2 separate regions of the Mus musculus genome follow, and region 2 is linked to region 1. A link is a contact called in public promoter capture Hi-C data. All regions are on one chromosome and are shown on one strand. The core of a region is the stretch at or near the end of the contact, and the rest is flanking DNA. Distances in the headings are between cores, read along the strand shown.

Region 1 (4,635 bases), core at 574-3,073:
CAGCATCCTTCAAGCATCTCTCCAAAAGGCTGTGCAGATAGTCTTCCGTTTCCTTACTCACTCGGTCTTCACTGTCCCGCCTTTCTTCTGGGGCCATACACACTTCCAGACACAGTGTGCTTACGTCACAGGCTTTCCTGTCACCACAGAGTGCACTCTCAGGACCAGTCTCCAAGCCAGCCTGACTCTGTGCTGATTTCCCATCACTGGCCGTGACATCAGGCTGCCGCGGCTCAGCTACCTCACTGCTGTGAGGCTGGTCCCTGGGCAGCGCTTCAAATGCGTCCTGCAGAGGAAGGCAGAGTTCTTTTCGGTGTGCCTGTGAATATTTACCCTCTGAAATCAACCCAGGCAGTGCACCGTCGTCGCCGGTGGAGAGCTTCTGCTCTGCCACTGATTCACTAGGAGGAGCCACCTTAGGGTCTCTGGCCACACCGCAGTGGTCCTCTGTGGGAGGCGCCGGCACGCAGCTGCTGTCTTTGCAGGCATTCGAGGCAGCAGCTGGCCCTGACCTGCTCCCGGCTGTCTCCAGGGACTGGGTGTGGAGGTCCAGTGTGGCATTGGTGCTGCTGGGCAGCTCCTCCGTGTGGTCCTTTCCTGCAGTCCCTGGAAGCTCGGGGGAAGCTGTCTGCCACTCCATCTGATGACAGCCGGGGCTGCTCTCCTGGGGCTCCTCCTCATGCCGGTCTCCACTTGGATCCGTGCTGGGACAGGTTTCAATCTCTGAATATGAAGAAAAATAAGCTGCTTTTGGACTCCAAACAACGCTTTGCATACAAAGGTAGAGGGGAACACATGCACACGTGTGACACAAAACTATTCTAACCCTTTCAGACAGAAATGCTGTCTGTTACACTGCAGTGTCCTTAGGCAGAACACACACGCCATGTGGTTAATAAATAGTATTAATGTAGTGAAAAATGATTATTCAAAAGCATGTTAAAGTAAATGAATGATTCAGTCCTCATTATAAATAAAAAAGTTTAAATTCTGAATTTTTTGTCTTTTATATTTAAATAAATACACTTATTATTTTTCTTTTTTTAAAAATCTAATAAACCAGAAAACTTTTTTAGCTTCTACTTACTTAAGGCATGCCATTATTGGGTAAGTATTTGGGTAATCTTACTAATAATATAAAGATGTAAATAGGACGAAGTTTATTCAGAATGAAGGAAGGAGAGTTTGTCAGATTAGACTTGTAATCTGAACACAGCACCTTTGAAAATGTGCCTTCAGAGCACAGGCAGCTTCCTAGTACATGGGCGCAGAGGGGACTACAGAGAATACATCTGACAAGAAGCAGAAACAGGTTTGAATTTCTACCTCTCAATACTTTTTAAAGAAAAAACTTGTATGTAAACAAAAAGCAGAACTTGCCCATTGGTCAAGAAAGAAGCCCTCTCATCTTGTTAGCTAAACATTCTACGAGGGCATATATAATTTCCACAAAAAACAGTCAAAAGTGTAAGACAAAATAATAGTTTTATTCCTTTTAAATTTTAGTTTACTAGAACTTCAATTACCAACTGACAATCTAAGCAGTCCAGCCCCAAGACCAGGTATTTCCTAAGTTCTGTCTCAGATGCCGGAGAGGCCAAAACGGCCTGGCAGACTCCGCTGTCATGCAGAGGCGGCACCGGAAGAGTTCTGCACGGTCCCTGGCTCCCGACCCCCAACTTCTGATATCAGAGAGCACTGAGAAGAAGTGGCCATCTCTGGAGAGTCCAAGGTTTGGCTGCAAGACAGCAGGTCCCCATGGGTTGTGAGCCTTGCCCAAGCTTATTGGCATCTATCAGGCAGGGTATGGGGCAAAGGTCAAAGTAAGAAAGGCTACAGCCAGGTGGGAAATGGGTCAAGCTCAGTCATAAAGTCCAATGAGACCGGGCAGCACATTCCTGGTCTGTTAACCCCCAAGGCTGGGGATCTCCACATAAGGGAAAGGACAATACATAACAAGGACAAAATACAGAGAAAGATGCAGAGTGCAGGGCCCCAAGCTACACTGGAAAGGCATCCACAGCACTGACAATTCTCTCTTAAAGATGAGGTGGGGCCAGATGCCCTTCTTTGTCCAGGATCATGATGGATATTGTTGTTTGGATTGTTGAAGCCAGTGATAATCCCAACCGTTTACTCAGTCAAAAAATGAGGTATTCAGTTAGAAGAGCAAGGATCCAGGCTTAACTTAAGAACCAGAGCACCAGACAAATGGCCTTAACTGTGGTGCCTCGGTCTCCCCATCTGTACCACAGAGAGCGCAGCAGAGGACAGGCCGGTGCTGGGCTGCATGCAGTGCTAAGCTTCGCTTCACACACAGGGTTCCTAACAGCAATCTTCCCAGTGCACACAATGTGGAGGCACGGCCACACTCAAACTGGGTGACTCCTGAGTCCATCCCTTTACTGGGTGCATGTGTGTGTGTGTGTGTGTGTGTGTGTGTGTGTGTGTGTGTGTGTGTGTGTGTGGACATGACTCAGGACAGGATCTTCTACAGCCCAGGCCAGGCTTAAACTCGCCCTGTAACTAAGAGGACGACTTTGAGTCGTGTTCTCCTGCCTGCCCCTTTCGGTTCTGGGATTACAGGTGCACATCACCGTGTCTATTAAGTTGCAATAAAGCTTATTTTACCCTGGTTTCTGACATTTAAAAAATTACTAGAAAAAAGACAGAAAAAAAAAAAAAACAAGCGTGTGAGGTTGACACAAAACAAAATCCCTAATTTGTGTCATAAGAGAAAAGGGAATGAAGATTTGGAACTGACTTAACAAGAGCTTTGGTAGAGCAGAGGGCTAGTGAATGGCAACAGTCACATCTGTACTGTCAGGGAGGCTCACTCAGAACGCCTGCCATCTCTCTTTAAAACAGTTCAAATCATAAGGTTCATAATATAAACTGATAATAAAATCATCATCAGGATAAAAATGTCCTGAAAATATTTACTTCTAAAGCTTTGTAAATACATTTAGAAATGTTTCCCAAAGCCTGTTTGATATGCTTGCACATGCACTTATATAGTCACAGACATACACACAAAGCGGTATGAATCACACACACTCTCACAGCACACATGCAATGTCTCACACACACAGTCACACACACACACACACACACACACACACACACACACACACATCCGTTTGCACATGCACTTATATAGTCACAGACACACACACTCACTCATACAGTGTCTCTCACACACAGTCACACTCTCACAGCACACATGCAGTGTCACACACACATACACACACACACACACAGAGTCACACTCATTCATCCGCTTGCACATGCACTTATATAGTCACAGACACACACACACACTCATACAGTCTCTCTCACACACAGTCACACTCTCACGCACACATTAACATACACACACTCACAGACACACATTCACATACATACCCACCCATACACACACACACAAACACACACTCATACACACACACGCATATACACACTCATACACTCACACACACACACACACACACACACACACACACACACACACACACTGTATGTTAGCTAACAAAGGAGAGAGGATAACGTTCTATAAGTTCTCCAGACAGAACTTCTCCCTAGCTAGGCTTACAGAACAGGTTGGTACCTGGTTAATCTGTTCAGTAATAGTTTGGTTTTTTGTTTGTTTGTTTTTGTTTGTTTGTTGTTTGTTTTTACACAAGAAAGAATCTAAATACACCAAAGCTATTTCAGACCACTCTGTATAATCATTTTATATTATGTTTTCCATACTGACATTAGAGAAAATATTTAGATTTTAAAGAATTTATATTCTATTACTTCTAGTTATCTAAAAATAGAAATACATATAGAAATGTAGGTTTTCTATTTTTTAAAAGTATATGTACAAAAACCTAAATAAAAAAAATTCCAACCCAGCATTTCACATGTAACACTTAAAATGCTGCAGGTGACAGGGCTCCTGTAAGCCTCTCTAGTGTTCTCTGCACGGACCTGGCTCTTTGGCTGCTGCTTCTGTCCCCACTGCCTCTTCAGACATTATCGCCCTTGCAAGGCTTTTCCTCTCTGGTGACGGTTCCACAGGCGCTGTCTAAAAAGTTGTTAAAGAGGAAAAGATAGTCATGACTTTTTTTGAGAAACTTGTATTAAGCTAGAAAACTGCAGGCATGCTGGGGAAGGTTTTCTGGGCCAGTCTGGCACACAGTGTAAGGTGCTGACAGGCTCCCCGTGAGTGCTTCCAGAAGCAAAACCTCTTACCTTAAGCTTGGACAAGAGAGGGCTGTAGGAAAGAAGAAAAACATAGTTTTAAAAGTACAGCATGCTTCCAAACAAATGTCACTGAAAGGACTATAAAAAACCAGAGCTCTCTGCATTCTAATATTAGCGCAGAACAGTCCCAGGGCTGAAATACTGCCACCGGCCTCCGTGGTCAAAGGAGAGCTGCAGCTTGTGTTCGCTTCCTTCACCAGCTGATTGCTACTGCAAGGCCCCACACAAGCTACAGGGGCTTTTCACACCCCACAAACGTTTTAAAGTTTCAGTTTGAAACAGATCATGGCAGAAGAGAATTAGCTGGAATTACCCATGGACAGACAAGTACCTTCCAAGTGTTCGGTTTTAAGGATACCACTCTAACAGGTGTGGGTGAAATAA
Region 2 (4,635 bases), core at 1,111-3,610, 140 kb before region 1:
TGTCAGAGAGCCAGAGGGCTCTGTGTAGGACCTAGGAGGGTTAGCAATGCTTGACTCCTTGTCTGAGCAGGGTACTTTTTTAATCAGTACTTTAAATGTTTGATTACAGCCAGGTGGTAGTGGTGCGTGCCTCTAATCCTGGAACTCAGGAAGCAGGAGGAGGTGGATCTCTGAGTTTGAGGTCAATCTGGTCTACAAAATGAGTTCCAGGGCTACAGAGAGACAGAAATAGAGAAGCCCTGTCTAGAAAATCAAACTCTTAATTGCTTAAGCAATTTATATTTTTAAATTTCTAACCCATAGGAGAGTGACCCTAAACCATTAGAGATCATAGAACAAAAACCAAAAAGAAGCAGGACTGTGAAGACAAGAGCAAGCAGGTAAGCAGCACTAGCCCCATCTTCCGTTCATCCCCTGGAGCCAAGAGGGTGCTAGAAAGGGTGAGACCACTTCTCACACAAGCCTAGCCTTGACATTGTGGAGTTCAGCACTTGAAGTTAACATTCGCCACAGAGTGAAGACATACAGTTTATTGTCCACTTGGCGTGGTTGGAAGAGAAGATAGTCTACCTCTTCATTAATTTAAGTCCCACAGCTGTCTCACTACTTAGCAGTATTACTGCATGTGTGGTAAATATGTCCATGTGAGATGCCTTTGTGTAGCAGGACTCTCAGGCTGTGCTTAGGCTTGGCTGACAAATGAAAGTACAAATTCCTTCAACGCGACACAGTTGGCACCGCTCACATGTACACTGCCTTTGTATATGTTCATGCCACTTGCTACTGTTTATAAATTCGTGGGTCTGCTGGCTCTCATCCCATGAGCTGACTATAGGTACGTGGGCCATCCTTGTAACTGCAGAATTTTAGACATATCTGTGGCTGAGTATGCCCCCCGGCACACATGGGGACGCGGTGGGTGGTGAGGCCTTAACCCTGCCTGCAAGTCCACTCTCCAGGTCTCTGCGAGAGAAGCACTTGACCAGACAGCACTTTGTGCCCATTCCTACTTGACTGTATCTTTCTTTCAGAAACACAGGAAAAGGAAGTTCTTGGTCACCTCCTCCTGTAGAAATTAAGCTGGTTTCTCCCTTGGCGAGTCCAGTGGATGAAATAAAGACCGGCAAGCCAAGAAAAACTGCAGAAATAGCAGGAAAAACTCTTGGAAGGGGCAGAAAGAAGCCATCTTCTTTTCCAAAGCAAATTTTACGCAGGAAAATGCTGTAATTTTTAGCCCAAGATTTTAACACGCACCTGTTTGTAAAAGTCAACAGTATTTGTGTGGATTATTAAAGTCACCAATTTGGATGGAAATACTTTATATAAATTGTACAATTTTGTAAGCAGTAAATGAGTAACTCCACATGGAGTGCAGTTCTTGTAGTGCAGGCGTTTTATACGACTTGATGCGTTTATATCAATGTAAATATGACTTATCATTGGGAGGTTAAATAAACTACTGTAAAGTACACTGTGTGTCTGGTAGATTTTTGAGAGGAGCTTTCTGTTTGAGTTGTAATTTTATATGCTACTGGACATATGTTCATATCCTTTCTTTACAGTTAAGATACTAGAACTGTCTTAAAATGAGGGCGATGAACTATTGATTATTTTTAACATTGCTGTTTTATAATGTATGCACTTTGATGCTGTTCCTCGGATCTCTGGTCAGTACCTGTGCTCATTGGGCTTTGCCTGATACTGTGTTGAATTTGAATTGTGGGCATGTGATTTTGCCTTTTTGTAGTTTTACAAATGTTGTGTAATCTACCTCAAATGAGTAATTTTCCAGTACTGCATCGGTTTCCTAGCTAGCAGTTCTCTTCAGTAACTTAAGGACTATCTTGTCTCTCAGTTCAGAGACTTAATTATCCAGGTTAGATTGACCGGTTTCACTGCTTCCTAGCAACCTCATGGAAGGATTGAAGAAAGAAATAAAACAGTGCACCGACGTGTGCCTGCTGCTGAGAAGAGGAGCCGACAAGGTTTAGACTTCCCATGCTGTGAAAGAGCTTGCGACTTCGTCACAGGAGCCTCTCTAGTATTCAGGTTTTAAACTGGTAACTGCCACAGAACCTCAGGCACAGGTTACAGAGAATGGAAGAGTGTGAGCAGATGTCGGAAAAGAGGAAAGGAACCCTCTTTTCTGCAGCGTGTGTACCGTTGGTAATGGCGCCTGATGGAAGCCATGATGTTCATCAATAAATAAGTGTTGTCAAATAATTTATGACAGGTAATTGATAGTGTGTAATGAATGGACGCTTAATAATTGATACCTAAAAGCAGACTTTGTCAGCTAAGCTTTGGATGTTTTCGTGAGCAGTGTGCTTTGTGTGTTATTTTTCTACCGAGTAGCATCATGGATAATGAGAAAATGGGGAGAGTGCCTGTGCCGAGATCGGACAGTGTGAGAGTGGCCGTCCGGGTGCGGCCGTTCAGCCAGGTCAGTCCATGCTCATTGCCTTGCTGACAATTACTGCCTGATTTTATTAATTTTTTAATAATAGTTTCTGAATTTGTATTTAAGCTGCTTGTCATTTATGAAATATTAAACTTATTTAAATGGATTTGTCAAATGATTCACAAAAGCTCTAAGCATAATTTAGTAAACATTTAATTTCATTCCTTGGTACAAGTAGCACAATAAAAAAAACTGACAAGAGAAATACTGTCAAGTTAATAATTATTTAACCAGTGCAGTTTGCTAAATAGAGATGTGCGGTGTCTGTTTTTACTGCATGTCGGTGTGGGGCAGAGATGTCAGTTGGTAAGTGTGCTTGCCTACCGTGCATGAATCCCTAGGGTAGCTCATCAGCACTCTATGAAATGAGGCACAGAGATGTGTGGAATGCCAGCTTGAGGCGAGGCAACCTACTAGAAGCTCAGTTTTTATCCTTGGCTATGTTGTACATTCAAGGCCAGCTTGCACTACATGAAACACCAAGAAATGTTTATCTTAAAAGTAAGTCTTGCCACATGTGGACACGTCAGTGATCCCAACATAGAAAGCTAAGGTAGCAGAGTCATGTTCCTGACCAGACTTCAGTCACATAATGAGAACGTGCCAGTGTGCACTTACATGTTAGTTTTATGGAAACACTGCTCATGAGATCTCATGCGCAAGGCTGCCTCCTCCCCTTGGCTGTGCCCCATCTACCTAGCATACATGGGCACACTCTGCATACCACTCAAGTCAGAAGAACTGGAACTAAGCTCTTCCACAGGTTCCAGAGAGGATGCTGTTCTGTAAGAAGCTTGCCACAGAGGTAGAGAGCTGTGCTGTGTGTTCCCAGTGGAACCTGCTATCCCCCTTTCCATTATAGCACGCTTGTCTTTGCCCACTGTGACCAGTGAAGTTTTGTTACTCTATGACTGCTAGAAAGTGCTAGAGCTAAAGAGAAGTGTCCAGGCAGCTGGAGAGGGTGCAGTGTGTAAGAGCACTGGCTATTGCAAAAGACTTGGGTTCTATTCTCTCCTTGCCTGAGAGCCCAATTTATGCATCTGCAGGTGGCAGCAAACTTCACTGTCACCCCCTGGTAGGAGGTACAGAGAGCTCCTGGAGCAGGCAATGTCCCAGTGTGAGACTATGCTAATGCCATGTGGCTCGTTCCCATCAGCTCTGTGGTGGGCCCAGTCATCACACTAGGTGTGGAAGGAGAAGCTTTCGATCATGTGAGAGTTCTGCAAATTACATCTTTGCCATACAGGAAATGAGAAGTTTGCACTTTGTACCTTGCAACCCTTGTGCAAGCAAACACACACATACCAGGTCAAGAACTGAAAGGATTTTACCTGCTACTCACCTCCAAGGAATGTCTGAGATATCCAGGATCCTGAATCTTGATGCCACCAGCTCGTACCCTCATGAGTACATATGATGGATGAATACACAGTCCCTACTGTGTCACCTTAACGACTCTAATCTTCACTGATTAGCATAGTGTAGACATATAGTAGAGACAGGCCATGCTGGCAAGCAAGAAAACCAGGTTCTCAGGCACTCTGCTTTGTGATAGTTGGTCTGTGTGACAAGACCTACAATGTTCAGTTCAACGGATCTAATGATATGGAACACTCAAGATGGTATTGGCTAAGGTACGGGTAGTGTACATGAGACCAAGAGAAGGTGTAGGTTCCTCTAGCACCTGTACAGTCAGGATGGGAGGTATCAAGCCTTACCAAAAGTCAAGCCCCATCTGGCTCGATCACTGTTGAGACTGTTGAAGGAACATGAGCGAGTCAAAATCCCAACCTCGGTTCTTTCACAGCCTATCCAGTCTCATCAGGATTACCTGGCAGCTTATAGTGCCTGTACTTCCTGTGCCCCTCCTAGTGTGGTATCAGAGGCTGTGACTATGAAATGTCCCCACAGGCTAGCATGGCAGAGTGTTTGCTTCCTGGAAGATAGCACTGTACTGGGGGGAGGTTGTGGAGCCTTTGGGACATCAGGCCTCACTAGCTATAAAAGCTACTGGGACCTTCAGCTTGACATTGCTTTCAGTCGAACCATTGCTTCCTGATGCTAAGCTGTGAACAGACTGCTACACTCTCCTGCTGCCAGTCCCCAAACAGTCCAGATAAGTCTTTCCATAAAGGTCACTTTGCTCAAGTTCTCTCACAGGCATGAGAAGGGTA

Evidence for each region. Promoter capture Hi-C pulls out the DNA fragments that hold promoters and counts their contacts.
Region 2: a promoter capture Hi-C map of liver shows a contact between it and region 1, with 2.1 times the contacts expected there. The contact joins the promoter of Kif28 here to the enhancer-like site in region 1. A contact is called at or near these places in 10 of 39 promoter capture datasets (the C10 cell line, the HPC-7 cell line, embryonic stem cells and 5 more), 2 of 484 Hi-C or Micro-C datasets (embryonic stem cells and hemogenic endothelial cells), 1 of 115 datasets of contacts at active chromatin or transcription factors (embryonic stem cells) and 3 of 9 other capture datasets (adipose tissue, liver and pancreatic islet).

The regions. Positions count from the first base shown.
Region 1 is chr1:179,605,874-179,610,508 of GRCm38.p6, reverse strand. Cnst (consortin, connexin sorting protein) reads right to left here. Exons shown (of 11, transcript NM_146105.3): 7 at 4,240-4,261; 8 at 3,976-4,072; 9 at 1-723. Among named protein-coding and RNA genes, the nearest start is that of Sccpdh, 60 kb to the left of the region's middle. Within about 2 kb of position 1,823, at least 10 of the 459 cell types and tissues checked have an H3K27ac peak or open chromatin away from gene starts, as enhancers often do. A contact at or near this core is called in liver, where this site is marked.
Region 2 is chr1:179,742,925-179,747,559 of GRCm38.p6, reverse strand. Kif28 (kinesin family member 28) reads left to right here and starts at 2,360. Exons shown (of 23, transcript NM_001370897.1): 1 at 2,360-2,443. The coding sequence starts at 2,360. Ahctf1 (AT hook containing transcription factor 1) reads left to right here. Exons shown (of 36, transcript NM_026375.2): 35 at 304-380; 36 at 1,032-2,656. The coding sequence ends at 1,227.